2 separate regions of the Siniperca chuatsi genome follow, and region 1 is linked to region 2. A link is a contact called in public Hi-C data. All regions are on one chromosome and are shown on one strand. Each heading gives the region's core, a stretch centred on a gene start, on an enhancer-like site or on the middle of the called end of the contact. The rest is flanking DNA. Distances are from core to core; before and after follow the strand shown.

The links. Hi-C and Micro-C count contacts between places; a contact is called where the count stands out from the background.
Region 1: a Hi-C map of an unstated tissue shows a contact between it and region 2, with 4 times the contacts expected there. The contact joins the enhancer-like site here to the promoter of fosl2 in region 2. A contact is called at or near these places in 2 of 3 Hi-C or Micro-C datasets (skeletal muscle and an unstated tissue).

The regions. Positions count from the first base shown.
Region 1 is chrLG15:6,677,587-6,681,551 of ASM2008510v1, reverse strand. No RefSeq gene overlaps it. Among protein-coding and RNA genes, the nearest start is that of LOC122861483, 7.5 kb to the left of the region's middle. Within about 2 kb of position 2,586, the one cell type or tissue checked has an H3K27ac peak away from gene starts, as active enhancers do.
Region 2 is chrLG15:6,516,626-6,520,829 of ASM2008510v1, reverse strand. fosl2 (fos-related antigen 2) reads left to right here and starts at 2,068. Exons shown (of 4, transcript XM_044165928.1): 1 at 2,068-2,777. The coding sequence starts at 2,649.

The sequences.
Region 1 (3,965 bases), core at 1,337-3,836, 160 kb before region 2:
GTCTGTATCTGCGGCAAGGTGTGCAAAAACCTGAGAGGTCTAATGATCCACCAGAATAAGATGGCCTGCTTGAGGGGGGAACAAATAAAGCAATGCACAGGAGCAGTAGCTAACACTACTGGTTCTGCCCGAAACCTCCAAGCACCACAAGTCCTCCCACAAAGCAGGAAGTCGGAACCGGTGTCTGGTGTCTACCGAAAGGACAGGATTCAAGCAGCATCGAGCAATTTCGTAACATAATGCTGCTCAGTGTCGAAGGGAAGATCTTTTTCACGATTGTGTACCAACGTCTAACTGAGTTCCTCTTGAAGAATGCATACATAGACACCTCAATACAGAAGGGGGGAGTCCCAGGAATAACTGGATGCCTAAAGCACACAGGAGTGGTGACCAACCTGATCCGAGAGGCAACGGAAAGCAGAGGAGACGTTGCAGCACTCTGGCTAGATCTAACCAACACCTATGGATCCATCACCACCACATTCCAGAGCTGATCCGAGACCTCAGTCTGGACTATTACAGCAACGTTGAGAGTCTCCTCGGGATCACTAACATCCGCCTGGCATCGGCTGGAAAAGGGCATAATCACTGGCTGCACAATCTTGGCTGAAAATGTGATGCGCATCAAGTTTCTCATCCAGTCAGTCTATGACGTTCTCCCAAGTCTGGCCAACCTGCATAGCTGGGTCATGGGAAACACTCCAGCATACCAACTGTGCCAGAAGAGGGGCACCTTGGAGCACATCCTCAGTTGCTGCCCAAAGGCACAGCGATTGGAAACAGCAAGAATCAGCACGCCCCCAAACAGTCCATCACCATCATCAGATGTGGGGAGAAGGCACAACATCAGCCTAGCTCCTCGGGAGGGCTTTATGCCACCGCACGGGACTGGCAGTTTCAAGTCGACCTAGGAAGCTCAAGATTCCAGAAACATCACAACCACTCCACTCTGCCCAGACATGGTGTTATAGTCTACAAAGCAAGAGGTCCTGCTGGAACTTACTGTCCCCTGCGAAGACTGGATTGAAGAAGCCAACAAGCGCTAAAGCAACACACCGTTAAGCTGTAGCCTACATCTCCTCCAGCACTGATGCGCAACAGAGTGCTGTGTGAGTGCATTCCTGCTGTTGCGAACCAATTTCATCCTGCAGGTATTTGGTCATATTAAAAATCTAAATTAAAATTTCTACCTGAGGATGTCGCTAGATTAAAAGTTCGGGAGGGGATCACCAGTGATTATCACCTGGGACCAGTGAATGTATATGTAACATTTTATGCCAATCCATCAAGTAAATATTGAGATATTTCCCTGCATAAGTGAAAACTTTGACCTGCTGGTGGCACTCGATGGAAAGTCAGGGGATTGCCAGTAGGCTTCTTTTGCTGGGCACCAACTTCCATAGCGATCCATTTGATAATTGTTGAGACATTTCACTAAAACACAAAAGTGTGAACCTAATGGTAACGCTAGTCAGGGGATCACCAAAATTAGTTGGATTCATCCTCTGGGAACCATAGATGGCTGTTCCAAATTTTATAGCAATCCATCTCATAGTTGCTGAGATATTTCAGTCTGGATCAAAGTGGTGGACTGACCGACCAACCAACAGACCAACATCTTTACTTACGCTTCGCAATATGTGTTTCTCTTTTATGTAGAGTTACTTTTAAAATTGGTGTGTTTTAAAGGAATATTTCAACATTTTGGGAAAAAATACTTATTCAATTAGAGAAGAGAAATACTTGTGCTCACTCCCCTTAAAACCTCAATTTTTCATTTGATATTTTTGAACTTTGGACTCAGCCAGGCTAGCTGCGCCCCTCCTTTTCCCAGTCTATGGGAGGGGTATGGACCTTCTCATCTAATTCTCTGCAAGAAACCAAATAAACATATTTTCCAAAATCTCAAGCTACTCCTTCGAACACATTTGTTTCTGTTTTGGGATAATGCAAACTTCTGATGTTTAAAAACAACAAAATATGATATGAATAATACATTAAAACACAGCATATGTTGTCATAGATGTATTACAGTAACAAGCAACACCATGTGTGTTGACCCAAAAGAGAATATGTCATAGATAATAATAAAAAAAAGGCAACACGTGCTTCTTCATTGTGAAATATCCCTTTATACTATACAGTGGGCTGCAGTAATGACAAAAATGCATGAAGGTGTCATATGAAGATATGAAGTAATGGTTTTAGACCCTGGATGACCGGAGAGTTTTGATGACTATAGAGGAAAAATAGTAGAAATGATCTAAGTTGCTGGTTAAACAGCTGATACAGCTGACACTGTTGTTAAAAATAGCTTATTTGACCGCAAGTTGGTCTTGTGCCCTGAACCATGTTATCTTTAACTCATGACAACACTGAGGAACAAAAAATAAATTTTTCCAGTTTTTTATACAGCAAAGTATTAAAAAAATTAGTAAAGCAATACAATTTTAATCTACAATCCTTTATGTTTTAACTCAAGAAGTGAATGTTTACCTACAGTGACACCTTGCTAGAAATCTCTCTCCAGGGGTGGGAAATTAAATATACATGTGCAACCTTTTCCATAAGATGTTAGCCACACAATGCTGGCCTTTAAAAGCACATTTTCCTCTGCAGCATGTTTCTATTTGAGTTTTATTCCAGTCATGGTCATTCTTGCGTAACAAAGTGTGGTGAAACTCTGAATGGAGCATCTCTCTCTGGAAATACAACCTTGATTTATGTCCTGCTGTCAGTTTCAGTTTAAGTCAAATTAGCGTGCAATGACTATGTCAACACAGTTGATCTGTGTGTGTGTGTGTGTGTGTGTGTGTGTGTGTGTGTGTGTATCCACCACCAGGTCATGATGACCTGAAAGAGTGCAATAGATTTTTGATTGCTGGTTGTTTTATCAAAAAGTAGGGTCTATAACTGTAGGGTACAGTGTCTATTGGAAAAAAAAAAGATTTTCTGTATGATAAATTCAATAAAAAACACATTAGAAAGAAGACTTTGTACTGTGGATTTGCGATGGGCAAAAGTTTGGAAAATCACAAAAAATATATAAAGACAATTAAAATTGCAAAAATTGTAAATTTTTACACTTCTACTGCGTGACATTTCAGAGGGAAATATTTTTCCTTTTACTCCACCACATTTATAAGTCAGCTGTAGTTGTAGTGAGTGTACAGATTAAGATTTTACATGATACATGATCAGTTTATAAAATATAATGGCTTGCTATAGATTAAACTACCAAACAGTATATAAAGTTCTAAAAATGAGCTCCCTCTTGATCAGCTACAATATTAAAATGCTGCTGACATGTTAGTGCATAAATAACAATATTCCAATAATATAATAAATAATAATACACTGACACTGACAGGAGCCATTCTGTTGCATAATAAATAATTATACTTTTTATACTTTTAGGTACATTTTGCTGTTAATACTTCTGGGAGAAGGATATGAAGAATGTGTATAGAAGATTCCTAAATAAGTTCATAATTGATGATTTTCTATATAAACAGGTGCGTCTCCAACGGCACAGTATATAGCTGCCAGGCTTCTCACCTGAACTAAGAGTTGTGACCACATCGACCCTGTTTCAGTCTTCTTATACTGGCGCCCAGTGTGTTTATGTATGGATTGATTTTAAGATGTTATTGATTACCTTTAAGCTCTTTGTGGCCCTGCTTCTTACTATATTTCTGACCTTTAGTCCCACAGGAGCCTGTACATATAGCTTGAGATCCTCGGGCAACGGTCTTTTGTTTCAGAGTCCCAGCTTACAACTAGAGGGGACAGAGCCTTAGCAGTTAGGAAATAAAGCTAGCTGAATCAGTATCAACTATTACATTTTTACTTGATTTTACTTGAAATGTCTCTTTATTTCTTTTCTCTTAAATTACAGGAATTTATCTCACCTATTTGATTGCGGCCCAGTTAATGTCTTTTGTCACCTCTCTATTTGATTTTAG
Region 2 (4,204 bases), core at 819-3,318:
TGCATGGATCTGATTCCTTATGATGTGTGATGGAGGGACACCGACGCATCAGTGGCGCACGCTGACCCCAGAGCCTATATCTGTCACGTGACCTGGCCGTCTCCTTGGTTCCTCTGTGCTGCAGTGCTTAGGCACTCAAGGTTTTTAATAAATCCCCCCCCAATCTGTCATTTACCATCAACATCCACGAAACTAATGTCAAACTGGAGCATTAACGTCTGACTGACAGGCGTCACAGAACGCTGTTTGTTGTGTATTCCAATTTTTTTTTTTTTTTTTTTTGCATGATATCTCATTATGTACTTAAAGATCAAAATTGGACTCATATAGGAACACAACCTGTCACAGTGCCACAGGCTGCGTTACCCAAATTGACGCCGATGGGTGCATCTCAAATGATATTACAGCATTAATTATAGGACTGTGGCAGATTAGATTTCCCCCCAAGCAATTTAGCAGAAACTGCGTCGCTTAGCAACACCGTTACCGTTTCAAAAGCGGTGTCGTTGGCAGATGATAAACATTAATCATGAATTAATAGCATTCAAATGAAGATGCATTAAACATCTGCGTGCTTTCTGTCGCCATTTCACGTAACCAAAAGCTCGGGTACGCAGCGGAGCTCTGAGTGGCTTTGGAGAAGCCTCTGCGCGCAGGGAGTTACAGATCACCGCACGGGTCAAAAGGCAATGCGGCGAAAATGACACCCAGTGACTTTGGAAAGGGTGACATATTGGAGGGCTTGAGTACCTACAGTAATTGACGTGTTCACGTTATGAGCAAGCACAAAAAACTCAGTCCCTCCGCGGTGAGTGGTCACCTCAGAAAACCCCCCTGCAGCTTCATTAGTTTCGCTCCACACAACTTCCCCGGCTGAACTCTGCAGCTGAAACTTTTTGATGGGAGCGACTCTTTCTGGCAGAGAGAGATGCGCGGGCAAACAGCTCTGAGAGAGAGAGCTCAGCATAACCAGTTCTGGTGATACAGATTAAAATAGGAACCATAGCAGATTGGATTATATTTAATACGCCGTTTCATATCGTGTAACGTGTCACATTCTGGGCGCTGTGCCCTTGTTTATGAGGTGCGTCCGAATTACAATTAGCCCACATTTCACTGAGATCCCTTTGAAGGCATCCACGCTGTACTGTTTTGTGTAGACCTAACCAGTGGGCCACATTCAATTGACCAACTGCATGGGATCGTGCTGGGTTTTGTGCCATCCCTTCGCGCTCCGTGCCACCTCTCCAAATTACGCACAATGCGTCGCCGCCAAATAACACAAAGACTCGATTGTGCAGAAACGCTGCATGTCCAATCGTGTTGGGTGGTCTTTATTAACAGGAACAGTGGCAGATGCGAGCCGGTGGATGGTAAGCTCGCGTGTCTTCAAGCAGCAGAAATGAAACGGGCATGGCACACGCGCGTGGCCTCGCTGCTGTCAATACATTTTAGGCATTCTGGGAGCACAGATGCGGGTGTCGAGTTCATTCTGGCACAGAAAACTTCCAAGAGATGCGTCTGATGCTCTAAACTCACTCCCAGTGTGTGCGCGCACGTGTGTGCCGCGCGACTTTAAACCAGCGCGCGCCCCTAAGCTCTTTATCTATACGTTGAACGCTTTGATATCTTCCTTTTCCTGCACTGACGAGTAACCGGACCGGGACCCGCGCGCCAGAGCTCCGAGTCCGGAGTGCAGTGCGCTAGGGGAGGGAATCCCTCCCGTGTCTGACGCTTCCTTTACCAAGGAAACCCACACGCGCTCTCTGACGCAACTGCCCATTTTAGGAAACATGCGTCAATGGACCAAAGCAAGTCAGACACACAGTGAACTCCACAGCCGGCACTGACGTCCGTATCAAAAAATAAATATCTCCAGACATGTTTTAGCTACTTTAACTGCCTCCCTGCTTTTCGATTATATCTCCAGTGTCCGCCGGGCGAACGATGCTCACAGCGGATACTTCTTTTTCACTGCCTTATCCAGAAACGACCCCTCCCTGGATGAAGTCGCAACGCCCAGGCGTGACGTAGGCTGTTTCGTTGGTGTTGAAAAGCCGTTGCAGTTTTTCATAGTGCCATTGAAGTGAGTCATCTCTAGGAAGTGTGGTGAAAAGGAAAAGAAAAAAAGTTAGAACTGTTCCGTGAACAGCAAAGAGCTCAGATAGAGTGCAAGGCGACGGAAAATATTCAGAACATTAGCCAGGCAATAGGCTTTAAAGCGAATGTTAACCTGCGTGAGTCACTGTAACTACAGGTTCACTTGTCTCAACTGGATTTGACTGCTGAAGGTGTGCTACTGACTTTAGGTTGAAGTTTGCGCACCTAGACGGATTTATGATAGCGTAGTTTAGGTCTACCTGCGGCTCCAGTATAATAAAGGCACATTAAGAAATAGTCTTTACAAGCAGGGCTAACACAACAAGACAATATTTATTGAAACTGGTAATATATGCGCGATGTTTTAGGTTAGTTTAGAGGAGCATAATTGCACTTTGTGTTTTCGCCAACTCTTCTCTGGATATCTGAAATTAACAACGTCTCGAGTCAGAGGATTTTTCTGTTGGTGCCTTTTCACTGCGAGGATTTAAAAAAAAAGTGTTTCAGTGCTTCAAACAGTCTGCTGAAATCTTCCTCTTTCCTGGATCATGTACCAGGACTACTCCGGGAACTACGACACCTCGTCCCGCGGCAGCAGCACCTCTCCGGCCCAGCCAGAGTCCTTCACAAGCGGCAGCAGCACGATCGGAAGTCCGATCTCTACCTCAAGCTACCAGGTAACACCAGGAAACTGCCGCGACATTATCTTTAAATAATACCCTAATGTCTGCCTTGGAGTCGATTTCAAGTGCACAACCTCTTAAAATTACAAGTTGTGTGTCCTGTAGATCTTTTTTTTTTAAAATTTTCTTTATCGTGGCACCGCGCCTCCGCCCGTCAATAGCTGTTGATAGGAATTCTTCAGGTCGCTTGGGAAAAAACCGGATGAACCCAATGGCACAGATTGCACCGATGACTCAACAGATGCAAGACTCGATCTATGCACAAGTATTTTGGACTCGTACCATTTGAATTCTGTCACACGCTGTCACACAATCGGATCGTGTACTTTTTGATCAAATATCAACCGTGAGCGCTGTCTGGTGCGCACGCTGCAAATGGCGAATACGTGGTGATTTTTGACCACATGAATAAAAAATAAACATGGATTCTTCAGTCGGTCCTCACGGTACAACACAACTTCTCAAACGTTACAGGTTACACCGACAGATGTGAGGTGATCTGTGCTGGTCGGTGCGGTAGACTCGGCTCGCGGTGAAATGGATTTGAGCCTGGGGTTTCCAGATGTCAGTTTCAGATCCACTATCTGTTTCTCGTCGCTCTCATCTTTCCCATCAGTGCGTAAATAATATGTTTGGAGTCTTTGCGCCTGTAGCACCCCACTGGAGACGCATTTTACGCGTATGCATTACAAGGACGATAAATCCTTTATAACACATGCATAACATACCCTGAGCTATTTGCACATTGCGCAATAAATTGCTGGCAATAAACGGGGCAGAGTTAAAATGGATAATGCAACAGGCACGTAGGCTGCTGCTTGATGCAGACGAGGCAAGGGTTAGGCGACGTGCCTGCTGCAAAATGTGATATTAGTTGCGTTAAAGTTGGTATTTGGGTCTTGTTTGACTGATCAGAAATGACACGGTCGCGGATCGGATTGTGGTCAGATTTTCTCAAGGCCAGTCTCGCGCTGCACCTGGCACATTTCCTCCAGCGGGAAGCGCGTACACACCGGGAGCGCAGCGTGATCAAAAGCCTGTACTTCCTCATGCCAAACCTGAAATCGCTGAGTTCTGAGAGACAGTTTAAAAATACCCATCCCTGCAATCAATCCCCTCGATTTCATCGAAGGCTAAGGTTTCATACGCACAGTGAGATGTGCCCTCCACACACTGTAGGCATGCCAGTGTGACGTTGTGACGCCGTGTCCAAATGTTCACAAATATATAAATCCGGGAAGAGGCTGTTGTTTACCCGTACCCAAGTCTTGCGTATTGTGCGCTTCTGTGGAAAAACCTCGTCAGGCTCACGCAACATTACGGTAAACGACTTTTGGCCCGTATCTATCATTGCTCTGGTTCCCTGTAATCACACACTGGCTGTTTCCCATTACAGCGGGCTGGAACATGGCCCATTTGTT